Linked DNA regions of Mus musculus: all the other regions are linked to region 2. A link is a contact called in public Hi-C and promoter capture Hi-C data. All regions are on one chromosome and are shown on one strand. The core of a region is the stretch at or near the end of the contact, and the rest is flanking DNA. Distances in the headings are between cores, read along the strand shown. Region 1 has its middle 100 kb from the start of Gm52145. Region 2 holds the start of Pck2 (phosphoenolpyruvate carboxykinase 2 (mitochondrial)). Region 3 holds the start of Tinf2 (Terf1 (TRF1)-interacting nuclear factor 2).

Region 1 (2,700 bases), core at 130-2,629, 200 kb before region 2:
GAGAAGCTGGCTCATTTCCAAGGAGGGATGTGTGGGCTTTGACCTCTGCTCAGCAGAGGCACAGAGAGTGGGATGGTGTCTTCCCTGAAGACCCAGAGGAAACGGGAGCCGAAAGGGACCCGCCAGCCCCAGCTTCACTCTGTGTAACCTTTGAACACCTGTCAGCCAACATCCTTTATGTCAAAGATATCCTATAAGATACTAAAAATTGCAATCAGATCAAAATACTTGTGTGTTTATTGGAAAGAATGTGTTAACGACTTCCAAGAACTGATTTGGCTTTCAGTTCTAAAGTTGGTAAGCCTAAAACAAACACAGCAACCTAAACAGGAACAAAATGAGAGGGGGAGAACAGGTTATCAAATTAAAAGTATCGGAAGCTAGGACTGGAGAGATGGCTCAGTGGTGAAGAGCACTCGTCCTGGCAGGAGACCTGGTTCAGTTCCTAGCATCCACGTGGCAGATCACAGCCATCCATAACTCCAGTTCCAAAGGACCCCCCCCAAAAAAATATTTTTTTTTTTTTTGGTTTTTCGAGACAGGGTTTTTCTGTGTATCCCTGGCTGTCCTGGAACTCACTCTGTAGACCAGGCTGGCCTCAAACTCAGAAATCTGCCTGCCTCTGCCTCCGGAGTGCTGGGATTAAAGGCATGTGCCACCATGACCCAGCAAGGAGCAGCATTAGCTGTCTTTTAAAGGGTTACCCCGAATCACAGTTTAATAACTATAAATATTTTAAGACATTAATCAGATGTATTTGTCCTGAGATAGTATTCCACTAAGAACGCTGGTCTAGCCTCTAACCTGTAATTCTTCCACCTTCACTTCCTGAGAGCTGGTACTAAACAGAAAAAGACATTTCTTGAGAGCTTTCTCCAAATATATTAAAAAATAACAATAACATGGAAAGAAAGGCAGTCTTCTGCCTCCATCCTTCACAGCCACTGCAATAGCTTCAGCTCAAATAGAAAAAAAGATAGGACCGTGTTTGCATTTCAAACTGTCACAAGTGGACAGTGAGCCTAATCTCTTGATGGTGCTAATCCTGGGATTGGCCTGCACACCGGTAGCATGTACTCAGATGGAGCAGCGACACCGGTTTCCTTTGGGGGCAGTGGTGACCTTCCTATCTTAAAAGTTGTGCCCGCCCTCACCTCTCACCCTAGGTGTTAACCTTGGCATCTTCCTTCAGTCATCATGATACAGTGCCTGACAGAGACCACAGAGGAAGGTGACTCGGCAGTTCGCGGTGAGGACTTCCCATATGGCTAGGAGAGCAGAGAGCTGAGAGAACAGGCAGAATCAGGGACTGGCATCATCTTCCAAGGCCACCCTTCATGACTCGTTTCCACCAGCCAGGCACTAAAGCCTTCAGACAGCACCACACACTGGGTCTGCGAGCTGAAGGCAGTCTGTAGGAGCCACTCTCCATGCAAACCAGAACACTTCTAAGACCTGATTCAAGACTGCTACACAACCTTAGAATTGTAACTGATGATTTGTGCCTGGCAAGGGAGCCAGCTGACCAGTGAACACTATCATTCATAATAAATGAAGAATTGAACACTGTGGTCTCATTGTTTTTAATGTTGGTATTTTCGTGAATCTATAATCAGCTATTTTTTAAAAAATATTTTGATGTAAGCCTCTAGTTCCTTATATGCGACAGAAACTTGAGAAGGAAGGCCTTTTGTTTTCGTTTGGCAGTGCCACTCGACATGAACAGATGCAGGCTATTTATAGTCTCCGTCCTTCTCCACAGAAAAACTCATTTGTTTAGTTGCAGAGTCTCTGTGTTTGATTACAAGATATCCTGCATTGTATCTGTTGAGATATGACGTTTGTCCTTTTATCTGCAGCCGTTAAGATAATGTCTTTGTCATTTATTATGTTTTATAGTGAATTAAACTGATTGATTTCTTCATGTGAACTGAATTTGCTTGTAGCTCACATTTTAATACATTGCTCAGTTTAGTTTTGTGGCTTTTAAAAAGGGGTTTTGTATCTACATTCATGAACATTAGCCTAAAATTTATGTTTATCATGTCCTTGTCAGCTTTTGAAATAAAATTATGTGAATCTCATGAAATAGGTCCAAAGTATTTCCGGCTTAATCCCTGAGCTGTCTGAGTAAGATCGGGGATTAGCTGGCCCTTCCCTCACAAATGCTCTGTAAGAATCATAGGCCTGGTGTTTTCACTGTCAGATAGCATTTGTTAAAAAGAAAGAAAGAAAAGCCATGTTGGCTGGAGCTGTATAGTCCATGGTACAGCTTGTGCACAGCACACAGGAGCCCCGTTTCATTGCCAGTTCACAAAACAAAGTATAGGACTCTTGGTCTTTATAGAAACTTCATCCTAACACGTAAATGTATTGGCATAAATGAATGAAACCGTTCTTTGGTGATCCCTCCCTTATCCACAGCATCCATCAGTCGCTGGCTTCCTTGCCTTCCCGTGCTGGTTTTTCCTCTCTTCTCTTTTGTCTTTATCGGTTCTGACAGGCAGTCACCAGTCTCAAGCAGTGACTTTTCAGAGAGCCAGAGTCTGGCTTGTTGTTTGTCCTTGGGCTTGCTTCTTGTTTGACATACCTTTATTTACTCTTTTGTCTATTTTCCTCGAATTCCTGTCTCTGTCCTGTTTCTTATTTCTCAAAACTGAATGCCTACGCTACTTCCTTTCCAGCTATTCTTTTTTCAAT
Region 2 (2,700 bases), core at 60-2,559:
GAGGAGGAGGAGGAGATGATGATGAGGCAGGCATTGAAGCATCCTGGGCTGATATAGGGACCAGTTGCCTCTTGAGACTTTAACAGCAACATCCATTCTACCTTTGATAGTGGTACTAGCATTGCTCTCAATAACCACTTTATCAAGCTCATATCCAGGTATGACAGATAATTTGGCTACAGCAACAGAGCAGTGGACCATTTAGGTCCACACAGTCCTCTAAGGTCCACATGGCCTCCAAAGAATAAGAAACTCTGGACCACCTACCCCAGCAAGAGTAGGAGAGGAAGAGAGCCCTTGGCTGTTTAGGGAGACCCTGCCATAACTCAGGCTCCACAGCACTGAGCATCTCTGCTCACAGTTTCCATCCTAACCCCCAAAAGAAGAAGGGGTTTTTAAAGAAGCCCTCAGACAGTCTTAATAAAGACCACTGGGGTGGTTAGGGGACATCTATTGATCTTTGTCTCACTGCTCTGCCTCTGCCTCAGGCAGGTTGGTGCTTTGCATTATCAAGCTGACACCCAACAGAACCCAACTTAGACTCTACAGACTCAGCAATCCAGCAAAAAAAGGAGCTCATGTCCAAAGGTTAGAAAAGGTCTCAGACAGGGATCCCATGCCCCCGTCTCTGAACATCCTGATTGCTGTGGCCAGGGTGTGGGCCACACAAACTGGCCCTAAGAGAAGCAAGGTCAGACCCACATGATCTGATGGTTCTCCAAAGAAAGTCACAGTGCTGCAACCAGAAAGAGGATTCTGAGCATCATGGATGCGTTGAGTTTGGGTTGGTACAGCATTTGAATACCCAATGGTCTCAAGTTGGAATGAAATGTTGAGAAATTACACAAGGACTCTCTTTGGGATTAGGTGGGGGAGGGCATTAGAGGACCAAGGATATGTCTGTAAGCCTGAAACACCCCACCAATTCCATGGTGCTAGAGGAAACTCCCTTGATAAGAAGCTGGGCACGGACAATAGTTTGGTTTTGTTATTATTTGAGGACTAAGGAGAGCTTAGTTAGCATCTGGGACCCTGGAAAAGAAAAGCCTGAGGCTAGGAGTGCTCTGGAAAAGCAAACCTAGACCTTGAGGGTTTAGGCATCTTGTTATCCTGGGCTCCCCAGCCCTGGTCTCATCCCTCACTCTTAACTTGTTTTGCATTCGACATCTCTTGGTTGCTTTCTCTAAGGAGCAACAGCCTTCAAAGTTACATCAGTATCTTACAGCGTGGCTGGCCGAGTGGGCGGATCCCAAATTGAACTCCGGCCTCCAATGGCTTGAGGATGTGATGACTGTGGGGCGGAGGCTTCACCCAGCCCGGGGCCTTGAGCCCGGGCTAGTGAGCCGGCCTACAGAAGGGCGAGAGAACCAGCTAGGTTCCGCCCCGGGGACTGCCCGCCTCCTTTTTAAGCGCCTCCCGCCCAACCTCAACTCCCTCTGGCTTTGCTATGCTCCTTCCTTCCCCGCCTTCCTTGTCTCCCCGACTGCGCTCGTTCCTGTGGCCATCCCGCAGCGCCAGTCCAGGTGCCATGGCTGCTATGTACCTCCCCGGCCTGCGGTGAGTGACCCATAGCCCGGGGCCCACTCCGCGCTCCACCTTCCGGGCTTCCTCCGCTTGTTTCCCATCCTAGGAAGAGACTGGCAGGGTGGCTATTAATCAGTGTGGGTCTCACGGTGGTGCATCCCCCCCCCCCTCCGCATTCCCATCCCCAGCCATGCCAGGTTTCCTAGCCAGCCTCTGTGCTCTTCTGTCCCTCCCTGCGGCTTGTGTGCTGTTCTAGCTGCCACTCGCAACCTCCTCCCCCTTCTCCTTTGCCTTCCTGAGCCCTATCTCTGCAAATGCTCTACTTAGCAGATGTAATTCTTTCAGACCAAGGGCTCCTAGTCCAGCTTTCAGTGTGTGAGTAACCATTAAGGCCTTGAGGCCATAGGGTTTGAGGCCCCGGGGACCCGAGCTCAAAGCTCCCTAAAGACGGTAGAAGGTAAACATCACTTGCAGCCTCCCTGAGAACAGAACGGAACCTGGCACGAAGCCCAGTGAAGCCTCTGGGGACTAGGGGGGGAGGGAGACAGGGAGGGAGAGAAGGAAGGAAGCAAGCAAGATGGGAGGAGGGCAGACTGCCTTTTTAACTTGGCCGGCTTCCCCCAGTAGGTCCTGGACCCCAGGCTTGTCCTGGCTGGCTCCCCCTGCCCCACCCCCCATACAACCGGGCCTCTTCTCCGTATACCCCTCTCTCCATGGTCTAGGATGTAAAAGAGTCTAAACTGACTCCTTATCTCTTCTTCGCAGTTTACTTGGTTAATCCATGTGAGAGTGGTCTATGAAGGATAGAGAGAAGGTCCCTCTCAGGGGCGTGCAGGAGAATTGGGGTGGGGCTGGGAGAAGCTGTGCTTCCCATAAGACAACTGGAGCCAATACCTGGGGATCAAAGCTTTCAGGATCATGCATTTAAAATTAATTTCTCAGGGAAACTGTCATGTGCAGAAAAACACACAAAGAGACCTACCTTGCTGTGCCCCCACCCCCTGGGGCCACACAAAGTATGCTGCCTTTTTTGTCTTCTGGAAAACACCCCACCCAGGCCCAAACTCCCACATCCAAGAGCTTTCTCTTCTCCCTTCCCAGGCAATGTAGCCTGTGTTCTCAGGTTCTGACCCTACCATCAACCCCTAAGGCTTCTAAGGAGAGCCAGGGAATGCA
Region 3 (2,700 bases), core at 19-2,518, 140 kb after region 2:
CAGGTTTGGTAGAGCTAAACACTAACCTCCAAATTGCTAGTTATCTCCGCTGATCCTCTTACCTGGAAATGTCCACCCCATGTCCATACCATACTGGTGCAAAGCAACCGAAGAAGTGATGAACGAGCCCGGCTGACTCCAACTTAGAGCATCCTGAAGCTGTGGGCAAGGCGACAGATAGGAAGATCATAGTTCTCGGGGAAGCCACCCAGCCTTCCGCCCTTAAAGTGTTTCTTTCTCAACAACCTCTTGTGCTCTGACTGGAGGCAGTGCTTTCTCTAGCTGACACAAGTATTCAAACAACAGCTTTTCCATGGCAACTAGAAAGGATTCCCCATAGTCTTGTTCTAGTTCCTGTATGTGGGAAAGTGAAGCAGGTCAGATGAATTTTAGAAAACAAAACAAAACAAAACAGGAATCCCATAACATCCTCCAAACCAACCATTCTCACCTGCAGGCTCGAAGGCGGGTCCTCTGACAGGTGCTTCACAAGCAAGCAAAAATTTTCCCGTGCCTCCAAAAGCTTCCTGTCTTCTTTTGTCTGTTGAGGATATTGAAGACAGGAAAATTTGGGTGAGGAGGTGTCGCTAGGACCCAGGGGCAACTTGGTTGCATCAGGCCTGAGTTTGGTCTGCCCAAGATAGCACTCACAGCTTCGGGGTCCAGTGGTACTTACTGTTCTGGACTCTGCTGGGAAGTGATGCTTCAGGGCATTCAGGACCTGGTCCCAGGGTCGCGCCTGCAGGATCAGCTCCACCACCACCTGCACGGTACAGGGCTCAGAACACCTACCCTTTTCCAGCCGATCTTAGTCCCAACCAGACGTCCTTCTCTCTAGTACCTTGGCCTTTAGGCTCATACACAGGCGTTCATGGTGCCGGTAGCAAACCAAGCCGGGGGCAGCAGCGCGCAAGGACTGCAGAAACTCCACCACTTTCGGGAAGTGCTCTACGCGGCGACGGCGGACTACCAGCCAGCTGGCGGCGGCAGCAAACCGCAGAGACGCGGGACCTACCCCTGGAGGTGGGGCCATGGCCCGCGGGCGCCCTTTCCTCCTTTCGTTCAACCCAGGCTTCCCGGACGCTCCCGTAGGCGGAGCCCCGCTTCTCTCATCTGCACCGGAAGGTCGGCGGACCAGCTGGGCCCATTTCGCGGAGCCACGGGAACCCCGCAGTCTCCTCTCAGGCGGTGACTTAAGTGTATCAACCTGTCCAGATCACTAAACTTAAAATGCCGCCACTGAGGGAAACGCAGGAGTACGTCACTTCCGCCTGGGCGCGCGGCTTCCCTCCCCGGAAGAGGCCGCGGAGGGAGCTGTGACGTCACGAGGTCCCCTGCACTGTGAAAGTGACGTACGACCTAGCGTCACTCTCCATCACCCCTGCAAGCTGTAAACCTAGGTGTCTGAATCAGCGTCTGCCAAGCCCTTCCCGGGCCGCCAGCCGCTCCCAGGAAAAATTCTGCCATTCCTCTCGCGAAACAGAAGAGGGCGCTCGCTCGTTTCAAAAAACCAAACACAGGCCTGAGTGGTAACTCCGCCCTCCTGTCCTGACTCGCCGGTGCCTAAACGAATATAGTTTGAAATATCCTAGGGCTAGTCAGGGTTCTCCTGGACAGTAGGATGACAGCCGTTTTATGCTTTTCTGTGCCACATCTTTGCTGTTTCGTGTAGTTTATAATATTTAAGGGCTTCCTTTTCCAAGTTTCTTTTGAGCACTAACTTGATGGAGTCCTTTAGTGGGTTGACTCTTCTTGCTCTCCCCAAGGACAGAACCGGGCACACTGTGTACAGCTTTACTTTGTTGCTTAAATTAATTATCTGCCTTGCCCACCTTGCAGGAATTTTATGAAACCTGCCCATTATTTGAATGGTTTCCTCCATTCCCAGACTCATGGCTCACACTTTGCCTTGGTTCTCCAGATCAGTATTCAGAGCCTTTCCAGACCCAGTACCAAAGTACTACACTGGATGTTAATGTTGAAGTGGGTTTTCTTCATATTTTTTTCTGTCATTTCTGACCTTACCACTTTCATTTTTTCTTTAAAGATTTATTTATTTTATGTATGAGTACACATTACTCTCTTCAGACACACCAGAAGAGGGCATTGGATCCCCACTACAGATGGTTGTGAGCTACCATGTGGTTGCTGGAAATTGAACTCAGGACCTCTGGAAGAGCAGTCGGTGCTCTTAACCGCTGAGCCATCTCTCCAGCCCCACTTTCATTTTTTCTAAAGAATTTTCCCACAGAGTGTGCTGGTGCACACCTCTAAATCCCGGCGTGAGATGGGGTTTTTTTTTTTCCCCCTTGTTTTCAGTACTGTAAATACTTTACTCCCTTGTTGCTTGCATGGTTCTGGGTAGAAGTCCAATCTAGTTACACATTGTTTTTAAAGCTGAGAAATTAATTTCCTTTTTAAAGCTATCATGTATTAATTTAACTCTTTTGATACTTTATTTTTATTTAATGTGGACCAGTGTTTTGTCTGAATGTATGTCTGTGAACCATGTGTGTGGAGTGCCCATGGAGGGCAGGTGAAGATTTAAGTCTCCTGGGATGGAGGTTACAGAGGGGGGGGGGGCATGCACAGGTAAAGACAGAACAAGTAAGAACATGAGAAAGAGCCAGAAGATTAGAAAAGATTGCTAAAGTTAGTTTGAGGTCAAACAGCAATTCAGAGAAGCCAGATTGAATTAGT

Evidence for each region. A called contact is a pair of places that touch in the nucleus more often than the background predicts. Capture Hi-C pulls out chosen DNA fragments and counts their contacts.
Region 1: a Hi-C map of cerebellum shows a contact between it and region 2, with 2.4 times the contacts expected there. The contact joins the enhancer-like site here to the promoter of Pck2 in region 2. A contact is called at or near these places in 3 of 39 promoter capture datasets (frontonasal cranial neural crest, hippocampal neurons and stem cell-derived epiblast-like cells) and 1 of 484 Hi-C or Micro-C datasets (cerebellum).
Region 3: a promoter capture Hi-C map of liver shows a contact between it and region 2. The contact joins the promoter of Tinf2 here to the promoter of Pck2 in region 2. A contact is called at or near these places in 5 of 39 promoter capture datasets (the C10 cell line, erythroid cells, fetal liver and 1 more), 6 of 115 datasets of contacts at active chromatin or transcription factors (the 230-238 cell line, the SCID.adh cell line, embryonic stem cells and 1 more) and 3 of 9 other capture datasets (adipose tissue, liver and pancreatic islet).

The regions. Positions count from the first base shown.
Region 1 is chr14:55,336,947-55,339,646 of GRCm38.p6, forward strand. No RefSeq gene overlaps it. Among named protein-coding and RNA genes, the nearest start is that of Gm52145, 100 kb to the right of the region's middle. Within about 2 kb of position 1,380, at least 52 of the 459 cell types and tissues checked have an H3K27ac peak or open chromatin away from gene starts, as enhancers often do. A contact at or near this core is called in cerebellum, where this site is marked.
Region 2 is chr14:55,538,957-55,541,656 of GRCm38.p6, forward strand. It overlaps Pck2 (phosphoenolpyruvate carboxykinase 2 (mitochondrial)), which reads left to right and starts at 1,310. Exons shown (of 10, transcript NM_028994.3): 1 at 1,310-1,557. The coding sequence starts at 1,529.
Region 3 is chr14:55,680,549-55,683,248 of GRCm38.p6, forward strand. Tinf2 (Terf1 (TRF1)-interacting nuclear factor 2) reads right to left here and starts at 1,269. Exons shown (of 9, transcript NM_145705.3): 1 at 842-1,269; 2 at 677-763; 3 at 452-541; 4 at 247-354; 5 at 63-159. The coding sequence starts at 1,033. It also overlaps a transcript of Gmpr2 not described here.